Linked DNA regions of Sus scrofa: region 1 is linked to region 2. The links are chromatin contacts, called in public promoter capture Hi-C maps. All regions are on one chromosome and are shown on one strand. Each heading gives the region's core, a stretch centred on a gene start, on an enhancer-like site or on the middle of the called end of the contact. The rest is flanking DNA. Distances are from core to core; before and after follow the strand shown.

What was found. Promoter capture Hi-C pulls out the DNA fragments that hold promoters and counts their contacts.
Region 1: a promoter capture Hi-C map of liver shows a contact between it and region 2, with 2.5 times the contacts expected there. The contact joins the promoter of AP1M1 here to the promoter of EPS15L1 in region 2. A contact is called at or near these places in 1 of 5 promoter capture datasets (liver) and 1 of 2 datasets of contacts at active chromatin or transcription factors (alveolar macrophages).

Annotation. Positions count from the first base shown.
Region 1 is chr2:61,382,370-61,388,256 of Sscrofa11.1, forward strand. It overlaps AP1M1 (adaptor related protein complex 1 mu 1 subunit), which reads right to left and starts at 3,737. Exons shown (of 12, transcript NM_001243917.1): 1 at 3,565-3,737. The coding sequence starts at 3,606. It overlaps CIB3 (calcium and integrin-binding family member 3), which reads left to right and starts at 3,820. Exons shown (of 5, transcript XM_021083597.1): 1 at 3,820-4,005. The coding sequence starts at 3,950.
Region 2 is chr2:61,135,075-61,141,878 of Sscrofa11.1, forward strand. It overlaps EPS15L1 (epidermal growth factor receptor substrate 15-like 1), which reads left to right and starts at 3,978. Exons shown (of 23, transcript XR_002341604.1): 1 at 3,978-4,079. CALR3 (calreticulin-3) reads left to right here. Exons shown (of 10, transcript XM_021083585.1): 10 at 948-986.

The sequences.
Region 1 (5,887 bases), core at 2,487-4,986, 250 kb after region 2:
CCTTGGGGCGGGGAGTGCAGCCCATGGGAAACCTAGGAGTGTGGTTAGGTGGAGTGAGAGTAGCCTTGGAGCTGGGGCTGCAGGCCCCGGATAAGAGGACAAAGGCAGGAGCCAGGACAGATTGGAAGATGGCAAGCAACACTGAGGTGACAACCCTTACCCCCTGCTGCTGAGCCTGACTCCACAATTCCTTCCTCACAATGAGTGAGGGGGCCTTCTTAGAAGTCGAAGGTCAGATCAGATCTCTCCCCTGTTGAAAGTGCCATCTACCCCAGCCTCCCTTCAAACAGAACAAGCCACAAGTCCATCTCTATGGCTGTCTGGCTCTTCACAGCCCCTCCAACGCCTCTCCATCCATGTTCCCTGGGCTCACCCCTTTCCAGCATCCCTGGCCAGCACTCTTGCTCTCTCTGAGCAATGTGCATCTGCTCCTGCTTCAGGGCTTCTGCACTTGCAGTTCCCTCTGTCCAGAATGCTCTGCCCTAGACCTTCTCAGTTCTTAAGCCTCAGCTCAGAGGGCACCTCCTCTGAGAAGTCTTCCCTGCGTACCCTGGCTGAGATCATATCCTATCCCTTTCTACTCCCAACCCCACTTTATCATCACTGCCCACATCACCATTGCATTATATATTCATATCCTTATTTATCATCTGTTGCTTCTACTAAAGTCTAACACTCTTTGAGAACAGACCACTTTACGGCTGTGTCTCAGCACCCACAACAGAGCCTGGCCCTTAGGAGCTTCTCAGTAAATGTCTGTGCAAGTGAATGTGGTGGTGACAAAAAGGAGGCCAGGATAATGCCCAGGTCTCCCACCTGGGCAGCTGCATGGATGGTAACGTCACCCACTCAGAGAGAGCAGGGTGGGGTGTGAAGATGAGCTCGTTTTGGGAAATGCTGAGTTTGCAGTGCCTGTGAGACCTTCAAGGTGTCCTGGAGACTGGTGGGTCTCCAGTTCAGTGCTCTGGACTGGTGTACAAATTTGAGAGTTATTGGCACAGTGACATAAATCAAAGCCTGCCCCCAAGGAGAGTGACAGCATGGGAGGCACGCTAGGCCTGAACCTGAGGAGCTGGCCTCTGGTGGTGGTGGGGGGGGGGTGCAGCACACATTCAGAGAAAGAGGGGAAAACAGAGAGCCAATGGAAGCCTTCTGAGGAGGAGCGTGGCAGGTGGTGATGGAAGTTGCAGAGAAGTGAGAAAGATAAGGGGCAGAGAAATGTCCGTGGAGGGTTTTCTATCTGCTGAAAGTGGTCACGCTGGTTTCCTTGGTGATCAGAGGCTCTGGCTGTCAGGTAGACGAGTGGTTGTGAATGTATTGATGTGCCATTATCTTATTTTTGATTTAATGGAGTCTGCGCAGAAGGCCAACATTCAAAACATGAGGTCCGTGGGGCAGGGTGAGGGGGTGGGGGGCGGAGGATAATAAATAGCATGATGGTTACTCAGGACAGGAGGCTGCCTCTGGAGCTTCCTGAAAGGCATGTCTGATTATGCTTCTCCCAGGCTATGGTCTCCTCATGGTGGCTTTTCCTTCTTGAGATAAAATAGTCCCTTCTGTCCTGCCCTCCTGTTTGGACATCCTCAATACCCATGGCCTTCTTGATGCCATCTCCGAGGCTCCAGCACCAACTAGGACTTCTGGCTTGCCAGGCCCAATAGGCTGCCACTCACCCCTTGGGCCCACTGTGACACCTCCTTGTCCACCTGACTACCACCTGGTCACCTTCCCAGCTCTGGCCTCTCCTTCCTCCAGGAAGCCTTTCGTAACCACTTCTGCTGCCAGCCAAAACTAAGGTTGGGCAACTTCATTACCTGGGGCTTTGTCCTTGCCCTTGTTGCTAAGTACATCTGCCTATTTAGATCCATGTCTCTGTTTGGGTCTGTCAGCTTTCATGCACCTCCCCTGCCAGAGCTCGAGGTCCATGGGGACTAACATGGACTGTGGACCATGGGTGGTGCTGAGCTTGTCTTGAGCTCAGGGAGTTCACACACTTGCCCGAGGTCACGTAGCTGAGCAGCAGAGACAGGTTTTGAGCTCAGCCCTAACTCCTCAGGTCAACCCTGGACTTGGTGCATGTGAGGTGCTCATGAAATGTTTGCTGAAGAAACAAGTGATGTGAGCAGGCAGTCTGCGGCACTGCTGCGGACACGGTGACCATGGCAGAAACAAGAACATGTGCTACCAAGACACAGGGAACACTGCACCCTCCCAGTCCCTGGTGTGCCCTGTGCCCTCTAAGAAGGCTGGGGAAGGAAGCCTGGCCCAGGGCCTGTTGACTTTGGGTGGCCTCCAAGGCAGGCAACCCACTCAAGGGGCTCTGGGAAAGTGCTGGGGGTGGGGACTGGGGTGGCAAGGGACAGTCACTTTACCTCTTCACTCCCTACTGCTTCTGCGCTACTCCTGTTCCCTCCGCCTAGGCCTGGCACCCACTAACTCATCCATGAGGGGCCTGTTTTAATGTTGTTAGTCCTGTCTTTTCTTATTATTCCCCAATGAAAGAGGCCAGTTGCCTTCTAGAAGGAATGGACTTGGGGGGAAGACAGTAGGCCTCCTCTGAAAGCTTTGCAATCCCTCCTTTAAGAACTTTTCCCTGAAACCCCTGGGAAAAGCACCGAGGTTCTAGTTATGTCCAATTCCTCCATCATGTCTCAGCTGGGTTTGTCACTCCCCCTGGGAAGCCCTCCCTGACCCCCAGCGGAGGTGGACTTTCCTATTACATCCTCACTGCTCCACAACTTATATTTATTTGTGCTTTTTGAGATCAGTGTCCCTCTCGCCCATCAGATTGTGAGCTCCAGAAGGACAGGGACAGACTCTGATTTTGCTCTCCAAAGGCAACCCAAAGGTTAGCACCCTGCCCAGCACTTCGTAGATATTCCCCAAATACCAGCTGAATGAACAAATGATTCTGGGTTCCACTCCCAGACCTGCCACTTCTCTGTGACTGACCAGTGTGACCTTAGGCAGGTTGCATTTCCTCTCTGTGCCTCAGTTTCTCCCTCTGTAAAACAGCATTCCCACCACCCACCTCACCTAACCCTTATAACTCAATGTTACAATGAATGTTAAGAAACCCCTACAAGGACTGCTACAGAAAAGTCGCTGGATAAACAGAAGCTTCCGAGCTCTCGGAGAGCGGGACTGGCCTGAGGGCACAGTGTCCCCGCCACGCCTCACCACCTCCGGTCAAGGGTCGCCCAGCCCCGCGGCGTCAGGCCTGGCTTACATGCCGGCAGCGGCCCGCGCTCCTAGCGGCCTCGGGTTCCCCGGGACCCCCACGGAGGCCGGAGCTCATTGCCCACAGAGGTGAGGATGGGGGTCGTGCACGCGTTTACCTTGCAACGGCCGCAGCCCACCGCGTTACCTAGCAACAAGGCAGGACTCACAGACAGAAGACACCTTCTCGGTTACCTACCAACAGGGTAGAGCCCTCAGGTGAGGCCAAAGCTTCAAAGACCAGGGAGGCTCCCATTGGCCGGCTACCTAGCAACAGGGTGGGTCCCCAGGGGCGAGGCCCCGGCCAGTTGCCTGGCAACACCGAGGGTGGGGAGCCATCAGTACCTTGCCCTTCAGGTCCAGCACGTAGACGGCACTGGCGGACATGGCGGCTGCAAAAACCCTCGGCACTGGCCGAAGGCGGCGGCGACAGCGGTGACTGCCAGGCGGTGAGCCAGGCCGGGCGCACCCGAGACAGTTCCTCTCCACTTCCGGCCCGGGGAGTAGCGCGCGGACCGTTAGGTCTGGCCGTGGACGCGCTGCCAAAGCGCAGGCGCAAGGCGCCATGTGCGCAGGCGCAATATTCCCGATAAGGCCTTATTTTCCGCTCCTCCCTCAAGTATCCCGGAAGTAAGCTCTTAGGGGAGGGGCGGGGAGGGGCGGGGAGGGGCGGGGCCAAGCCGGGCGGACGGCGGAAGAGCAACTCTCTAGCTGCCTGGTTGGACGGCGAATGGCAGCTGGGAAAACTCATGTCGCTGGAAAATCCCACTTGGTGGGCCAAACTAGGTGAGAGATCCTGGTGGTGGAACCCACCGAGGGCCCAGCCATGTGGAACTCATAGTTTGGTGGGGAAGGCTGGGGAACAAATACATAGACACCAATTGTGATACACTTTATAAGGAGGGATAAGGTGGTGGTTACTTGGAAAGAACTCAAACTCTCTGAATGGCAATCGAGCCTCATCAACAGTAAGTTCCTGTCACCTGTCAGTGCTAACATTTGGTAAACAAGCGTGCAGTTTATTGCCTGAAATGATCTGAAAACCACGCCTCACTGAACCTAGGCAAAAAGGTGATTTATTTCTGTAGGTAGTGGTCACTGTGAGTAATGCAAATTGTGACTCCTGATTCATCTAATTGAATTATACCTTGTTTGCTTTTATGAATACTCGGCCTTTGGAGAAATGCTGCATTCTGTCCCAGTGAACCATCACAATGCCCTGGGCCCCAGGCCCTGCACTATCAGAACCATTTACCCCGGCTGCCTGCCTCTTACTTTTATCTTCCTTACTGCCTCCATTTTGGGTTTTGAGAGTTAGTTTTTGCAACTTTGTGGTTATATACCTTCTACTTAAGGTAGAGATGTAAGTGCAAGAAAATCCAGAGAAGAAAACTAGAACCTTTAAAGATTACCAGTGAATCCTGGGCATAAAGCAGCTGAGAAGCTTTTTGACACCGTCTCTTAAGCAATCTGATTATACCTAGCCTCACTCTGCCCAAATTATGTTTTTAGGAAAAAAGTGTCTTTTTTTTTCTTAAATTACAAAACTGTACATTGCACTGAAGAAATCAGGAAATGCCAAAAAGTATAAAGAAATCCACATGGGAGCGGTAACCCCTCTCATTATGGAGGATTTCCTTTCAGACTTGCTCTGGGCATTTTATTATTTTTTTCTCTCTGTGAGATGTAAATGTTCTACAATGGCTCTCAGGAGCACTTACCTTATCTAGACCATCTTTATTTTAGCTCCTGAGACTGAAGGAAAAAAAAGGAAGAGGGGGGAAGGAGAAGGGCTTTTCCACTCAAGTGGAAACACTGACATCTCTGGTTCTGCTTTATGTAAAAATTAACTTGTAAATGAGTTCTCTTTAACTGACTTAAAAGTAAGCGACGCTGATATTTGGCCTCTGTGCACCAAGGCAGAAGTGAATCTCAGAGACAGAGTTTTGGGTGAAATAGAAAAGAATAGCTTTTGGGAGTTCCCTTGTGGCACAACATGTTAAGGATCTGGCATTGTCACTGCTGTGGCTTGGGTTTGATCCCTGGCCTGGGAACTTCCACATGCCAAGGGCATGGCCAAAAAGTAAATAAAAATTCTTCCCCCCCCCCCCAAAAAAAAAAAGAAAAAAGAAAAAGAATAGCTCTATTGCTTTGCCAGGCAAAGGGGACCACAGTGGACTAATGCCCTCAAAAAACTATGTCCCTGCTCTGGGCATTTTAGATACAGTATAATGCAGTATCAAGGCAAGGATGGAGCTGGGAGGACAAGTCTTTCGAGGAAACAAAAACTCCAACATGCCAATACTGTCACAATAAACACGCAACACAAAAATTACTTGTAACTTCCTTTTCAGTGCATGTGGAGGAATTTGAATCACATCTGAATTTCATCCTTTGTATTTAATGTATAAGCCAGATTTGTCCTGTGCAACATCTCAGAAAAGACCATATTTACTGTGGTAGACAGTGCTTCTCAAACTTTGCTGTGCAGTGGGGTCACTTGGGGAGCTCTGAAAAATCTCCGTGATGGAACCCCAACCCCAGGCAGCCCCAGTAATTAATGCACCCCAGGAGAGTCCAACGTACATATTTTGAGGACCATTGTGGTAGACTGAAACAGTGATGGCCCTCAGTAAACCGTCTCCTGCTGTTCGTGCTCTTGTGCAGT
Region 2 (6,804 bases), core at 2,728-5,227:
GTTTTGCATGCTTCACTTGTGCTCTGGTTATTCTGGAAAACCTGGGCCTTGTGCACAGACGTTTAACATTCTACAAAGAAGCTGATTTTTTTTCCGCACTCTGTGACCCACTTCCATGGCCATTAGTTTTTTGTAAGACAGAGGAACGAAATCCATTCTCTCAAGCGAAAATAGTGATTACTTCTCAGTTTAATTTTTCCCCTTAAATCAAATGACGTGCTTTGCAAAAAAAAAAAAAAAGCTTCTGTTTGGAAGAGATCTGTTTCCACACAGAAATTTGTATTGGAAATAATCACATTTAGGACACCAGGAATGTGCAATTTAGTGATATTATAAATAAGCCAAATAAAATTGGAAATTACATATATATTGATAGATGATCAGGGTGAAAAGTCTGGCCAGGAAGTGAAGGTCTGGCAAGCTTTGTCCTGGCTTTGGTCAAAGTTGGCAGACCTCAGCCTTGAACTTTTTTGGCTGATGGTCACATGGGTCTTCCCAGTTTGTTAGGGGTTATGAATCTCAGAAACTATAAAGACTCAGTCCCTGGAAGTGCAGGGGTGGGATTCAAACACCCCGCATCTCTTTAATCTCTGAATAAGGTGAGAAATTGATGAGGGAAGAAGCAATGCTAGACCTCAAGAGAAAATGCCAGAAACAATTGTCCAAAGATGGGTCAGGCTACTCACAGACATGGAAAACAAACTTATGGTTACTAAAGGAGAAAGAGGGGGTGGGGAAGGGAAAAATTAGGAGTTTGGGATTAACACACTACTATATATAAAATAGATAAGTAACAAGGTACCACTGTATATCGCAGGGAACTATATTCAATATCTTGTAATTGTAATTGAAAAAAAATATATAACTGAATTAATGTACTGTACAACAGAAACTACCACAACATTGTAAATCAACTGTATTTTATTTTATTTTTTTTTTAAAAAAAGGAGTTCCTGCTGTGGTGCAGTGGATTAAGGATCTGGCATTGTCTCTGGGGTGATGCTGGTTTGATTCCCAGCTTGGGAACTTCCATATGCTGCGAGTACAGCCAAAAAAGGGAAAGTTAAAAAAAAAAAAAAAGATAGGTCGGACTAGCTCAGACCATGCAGAACTCATCTTCTGGAGCAGCAATGCCCTGGAGAACTTCCTGTGAAGATGGAGATGGTCCTCATCTGTATTGGTCAATACAGTAGCCACCAGCACATGTGAGCCCTTGAAATGTGGCTGGTGGGACTGAGGAATACATTTTTAAAAAAATGAATACACTTCATTGTCTAGAGCAGTTTTAGGTTCATAGCAAAACTAAGCAGAAAGTAGAAAGAGTTCTCCTACACCACCTGTTCCCACACCTGCACAGCCTTCCTTCCCAACGACATCCCATAGGGTGGTGGTACATTTGTCACAATTGGTGCACCTACACGGAATAAATGATTATCACCCAGAGTTCGTACTTTACATTAGGGTTTGCTCTTGGTGTTGTACCTTCTATGGAGGAAAACATTTTAAATTTTATTTAATTAATTTAAATTTTTTAAACTTACATAGCCATATGTGGCAAGTGGCCACTGTGTTGGGCGGTGCAGCTCTAGACTCTGGTGAAAGAGGCCCCAGGATAGTTGATCATTGCCTGTCGGACTTCAAGGTCTCTTCAAGGAGATACAGCGCAAAGCCTCTGGCCAAGACAAGAATTACCAGACCCTATTCATCACCCCACCCTTCTCTTTGTAATGCCCCTTCCCCCACCTTGAACAACCTGGCCTACTCCTTCCTACCCCCTACCATGAAAGGTATGTGGACACTCCTCACCCTGCCCCTCTAGGGGCTTTATGTGCCACTAACCTATCAGCAGGTCAGCAGGTATACTGTAAGACCCCTTCTTTCTCCCTGGGTTATAAAGACAGACCACAACACTGTGTATTTCTGCCAAACACCCAGAATCTTCTGGAGAATCCATAAACAACAGGACTCTCAACTCAGTCTGGGTGATGGTTGTTTCCACTCAGCCTGTGACAGCCTGGAGAAATGGTCCCACCTGGCACCTGTGCTGAGAAAATGGCAGCAGGGATGAGGCCTGGAGGGCAGGGGTGGTTCAGACTCAATCATGACCATTATCAACGTAAACCACCACATAATAAGAACACACAGTGCTACTATGCACCAGGCATTATTTATTCTAGGCACCATCACCCATTTATCTCTGCCTATATCATCAATCTGTGCCCTCATCTCCATTTCAGAAACAGGGATGTAGAGGAAGAGAGGGTAAGGAACTTGGCCAAGGTCAGCTGCCTTTATGTGAACCCACGCTCAAGCTCTGCTCAAGCTCTCAAACTCTTCTTTCTCTTTGGGGTCGGCTCTCCCTGACCATTAGGAAGTTGTCCCGCTGCACTTGCATTGTCTGTTATCTCAATAAAGCCTTCTTTCTCTTCACCTGCCCTGCTGGAAATTCCTTCTCCAACCCACTTGCACAGACCACAACCCTGTCTGGGGGAGAGGTAATCCCAGGCCACTCTGCTGCAGGCCAGGTGGAACTCTCACCACACCTTATCTCTTTCTGCTTGTGATGGTCCTCAGCCCTCTCTGTCACTGCATGCACCCTCAACCTTCAAGTGTCACTCCTTTGGACTACTCTGTAGCACTCATCACTATTTATAGTCATCTGTTTCCTCATGTGATTATTTGATGTCTGTTTCTTTCCTCTAGACCAGTGGTTCTCACAATGTGGGGCTTGGGACCAGCAGCATCTCCTGGGGATTTGTTAGGAATGCAAATATCCTAGGCCCTATCCAGATCTGTAAATCAGAATCGGAAGCCAGTCTGTTTAATGAACCACCTGGGCAGCTCCAGGGTGAGACCAGCTCTGCCTGGCCCAGCAATGGAGCCCCTGTGCTGAGGCCAGAGGTGCTTAGTGAGCATTTGACAGTGAATAGCTGTTGAATGAATTACAAAGCACACTGTGCTCATCTGAAAGGCATGAGGTACACCAAGTTGCTGAAGATACTGGAGCAAGTAGCTTGTGAGACTCCAGAATGGAGGGGAATAAGAAGCTGTGCCCCCACCATCCCAAGATCATACAGCCTTCCAGCTTGCCCACCTGAGAAAAGGTGCCCACCCAGATTTACTGTGCCACCATCACAGGAGAGACCAGGTAAGGGGAAGCTGACTTGTGCTAAAGAAACCTTGTGACACAATGGCTAGCTACCCAGCGGAACATTCTTTCCTCATTCTTTTAGTGGAAACCAGCCACAGATGAGTGGATGTCTGCAGCAAAGAAAGGCTAAACATGTCTAAGCAAATAAATCCTCTCCATTGGTGTTCTCCAGCAAACTCAGGTGCTTGCCCTGTGCAGGGCATAGTGTGAGGCATAGAGGTGCAACAAGAGCCAACATATATTACCATTCTCTCTTTTCAAAAGAGGGGACTGGGGATGCAGGGAGACTACTTAAATGACTTCCAAGGTCACACAACTACGAAGTGGCAGCTGGGAAATAATCCTAGGCGTCCAGGGTGCTGCTGCAGCACAGAGAGGTTAAAATACTGCAATCTAGTTTAGCCGAAGCCCTAAGGGGGCAGACCCATATTGTAACATACGCAGATACCTTCCCCCAGCTATCCTAGGAACGAGGCGCCTCGTTGGACAGTGCGAGGGTCCCGACCCTCTGCCGAATGGGCGACTACCAGGGCTTCGCCAGGCGCATGGCAGTGGGAAATACCTAGAAGAGAGCGCAATCGGCAAAGAACTGGAGAGGGGAGAGACTGTGGCTAACTAGCCAAGAATCCAGGAGAAAGGGGGTGAAGGAGCACAGAGAGTACTCCTCAGGGGTCCCCTGGCCCGCGGGCCTCCCAGGCCCCGCCCCCTCCAGCTGGGGCAAAGCGCGCGGCCCCACCCTCCATCCCCACCCCTTCACTGCTCGACTGAGCGTGCACCGCCCTCCTTTGGCCCCGCCCTCCCCGGCCCGGCTGCGCGCGCACCGCCCCTCGCACCAGAGCGCATGCGCGGCCCCGCCCCGTTTCCCCCGGCGCTCGGAACCCGAGTCCGCGGGAAGATGGCGGCCCCGCTCATCCCTCTCTCCCAGCAGGTACGGACCGGGCGGGCTGGCGGGGGTGAGGCGCGGCTGTGCGGGGCGCGAGGCAGACACCGCGGAGAAGCCGAAGCGCGTAGAGGCCCAGCTGGGCGGCGGCGGCGGCTCGGGCTTTGTAGGGGCCTCGGCAGAGGGCGGGCGAGTGGGCGGGCGGTCCTGAAGGTGACAGGCTGGTCCCGCCTGCGGCCTCTCGCACCCGAGCGACCCTCTACGGGCGGCGACCCGGCTGATGGAGCCGCAGCGCTTGTCTGTTCCGCCTGGGGCCTGGCCTCCTCCGCAGCGTCCAGGCCAGGTGATGCACGGTAGCATTGGGCTGCCTCCCGGGGAGGTGGGCTAGGGGAGCGAACGTTTCTGCGGGTGCGGAGGCCCCGCGGGTCTTTGTCTCCTGCCCGGTCCCAGCGTCCGGGTGGCCAATGTCTTCTCCGCGGTGGAGTTCTGAGCCCCGCCAGAGCCAGGACCCGCTAGCAGTGCGATCCCAGACTCATCTCTTTTTCCCTTTGGGAGCTGCTTCCTCCACCTTTGCGCTGCGAAAGCTGGGAGTGGGGTGGGGTTGGGGGGTCGCAAGTCTCTGGGCATCTTGCAGTGCCCTCAGATCAGCCTCACACTCTTACTAAGGGGCAGTATCAGTGGCGAGACACAGACGTGCAAAAAAAGAGCCATGCGCAGGCAGCCCTGCCTTCTGGGAGGGACGTTCATTCATTTATCCACCCGTCAGATGTGTCTCTGGCCAGGTGCTGGGAGCGCAGCAGTAATCCAGACCAACAAGGTCGCTGCTCTCATGGAGGTGACACTTTCGTGGGAACTGGAGGCTACCTATATCCTGCCTTTATTTGCTGAATATCTTGTGTAGTACCGAACACCGTATTACATGCTCTTTGCTAGAATTATCTAGCACAGCATTTAGATTAAGAATGGGAACACAGGCTCACAATTATCTTGTGTTTAGATCTTGGCTCCAGGGCTTATTCCTCTAAGTGTCCTTGGACAGAGCTCTTAACCGCTCCATGCCTCAGCCACCTCATTTGGAAAATGGGAAAAAAAAAAAAAAAAAATATATATATATATATATATATATATATATAAATATATCGGGATCACTTGAAGATTAAGCATGTAAAGTGCTTAGAACAGTGCCTGGCACATCGGAAGCACTCAGTGATCCTCTAATTATAATCATTATTTCATTCCCTGGCAGATTTGGACATTTGGGAATAGAGATTACAGCAGTGAGAATGCCAAATCCCAGGAGAGCCCTTGCAGGTTGATGTGATGCCTCAGCTGATGGGAAGAGACTGACTTGCTTACTTGCTAAATATTGCCAAAACTAGCAAATTTGTAACACTGTTACTAAATTAAAAGCTAAAGACCGATAGTTATTAATTAACAAGTTCTTGTAACATATGAAAGCACTCTCTAAACTGTTCAGTACCCCCCAGAGGTTGGGTATTAACAGCCAATTGGTGCAGTTGGGGGGGGGATGCGAAATTCACTTAGGCTCATTTAATGAGGAAATGCTACTGTTTTTTAAAACTTACCACGTTTTGACTCTTGTTTTAATTTGAAGTTTGATGACAATTGCTAACGTTGAGTGCTTTAGGGTTTATTAAATGAGTTCTAACATGTTCACCCTTATCCACACAGCAAAGAGAGGGGGTTCTTATTTTACTGATGAAGGATTAGCTTTAGAGGAAGGCAGTGATTTGGTACTGTGAGGTAAGGTATGAAAACCTGAATCAGATCATGTGATTGACCGCTTAGAACCTTTTAAAATAAAATCCCAGTCCCTCCCCAGGAATCCCTGCTGGTCAGGCGGCTGCCAGCCTCTCCTGCCTTTTGCCCCCACGCTGTGGCCATAGTTGTGGCTTTTCTAGTCCTTCCGCCCATGGTCTAAGCTCTTTCTGTCCTTGTGATGTCCTGTGGGTCGTGCTTTCTTCCTGAAGCACTCTTCCCTGTTTCTTCCCTTGGTGCTGCCAGTGCCTGGCTCTCTGCAGGAGGCGGAGCAAATGTCACTCTTCCCAGAGACCTTTGCTGGTTACCTGTCAAAAGTAGCCCCTCTCCCCTCAGCAGTATGTCTCCCCCACACCACCATGAGCACCAGTCATGGTCTACAGGTGTCTGTGCCCCTGTTAGACCAGGCACAGGCCTCTTACTCAGCATCCCTGACTCTGTGCTCAGTACCCCGGGGGTGTCAGGTAAACCCATGAAGCAGGGACCAGTGAGTTGCACCACCCAGCACCATGGCAGGTGGCTTTTCTTCTCTACCTGTGGCCTGGGGTCTGGGCCCTGGCAATGGGAGCGAAGTCAAAGGAGGAGTTGTAAGAGTTGGTCTCTGACAAGTTGAAGTCGCTGACTGGTATACTTTTTCCTGTTCCTTTTCCTCTGTGTTTGTTGAATCATAGCCTGGCCAGATTTTCTTCCTTGAGTAGTTATGTCAACATTTACCTGTTAAGAGAAGTGCTCCACCATATGTTCCTGTTCATCCTGGGGTGAGGCAGAGACCCACCAAGCTGAGGGCCTCCCCTGAATTCTCAGATAGTTCCAGGGAGAGCATGACTGTAATTCCGGGACAATTTCTGATTGGGGGCAGTGGGGAGCCCGCTGGAGTAGAATACCGTGATCTGGTTGGATTGAGGTGTAGGGCATACTTGGAACACGGATGGCCAGCTGAAAGTGAGTAAAGCAGGTAGCCAGTAGGTTTGTGGAGGGTGGGCTGTTTTTCCTC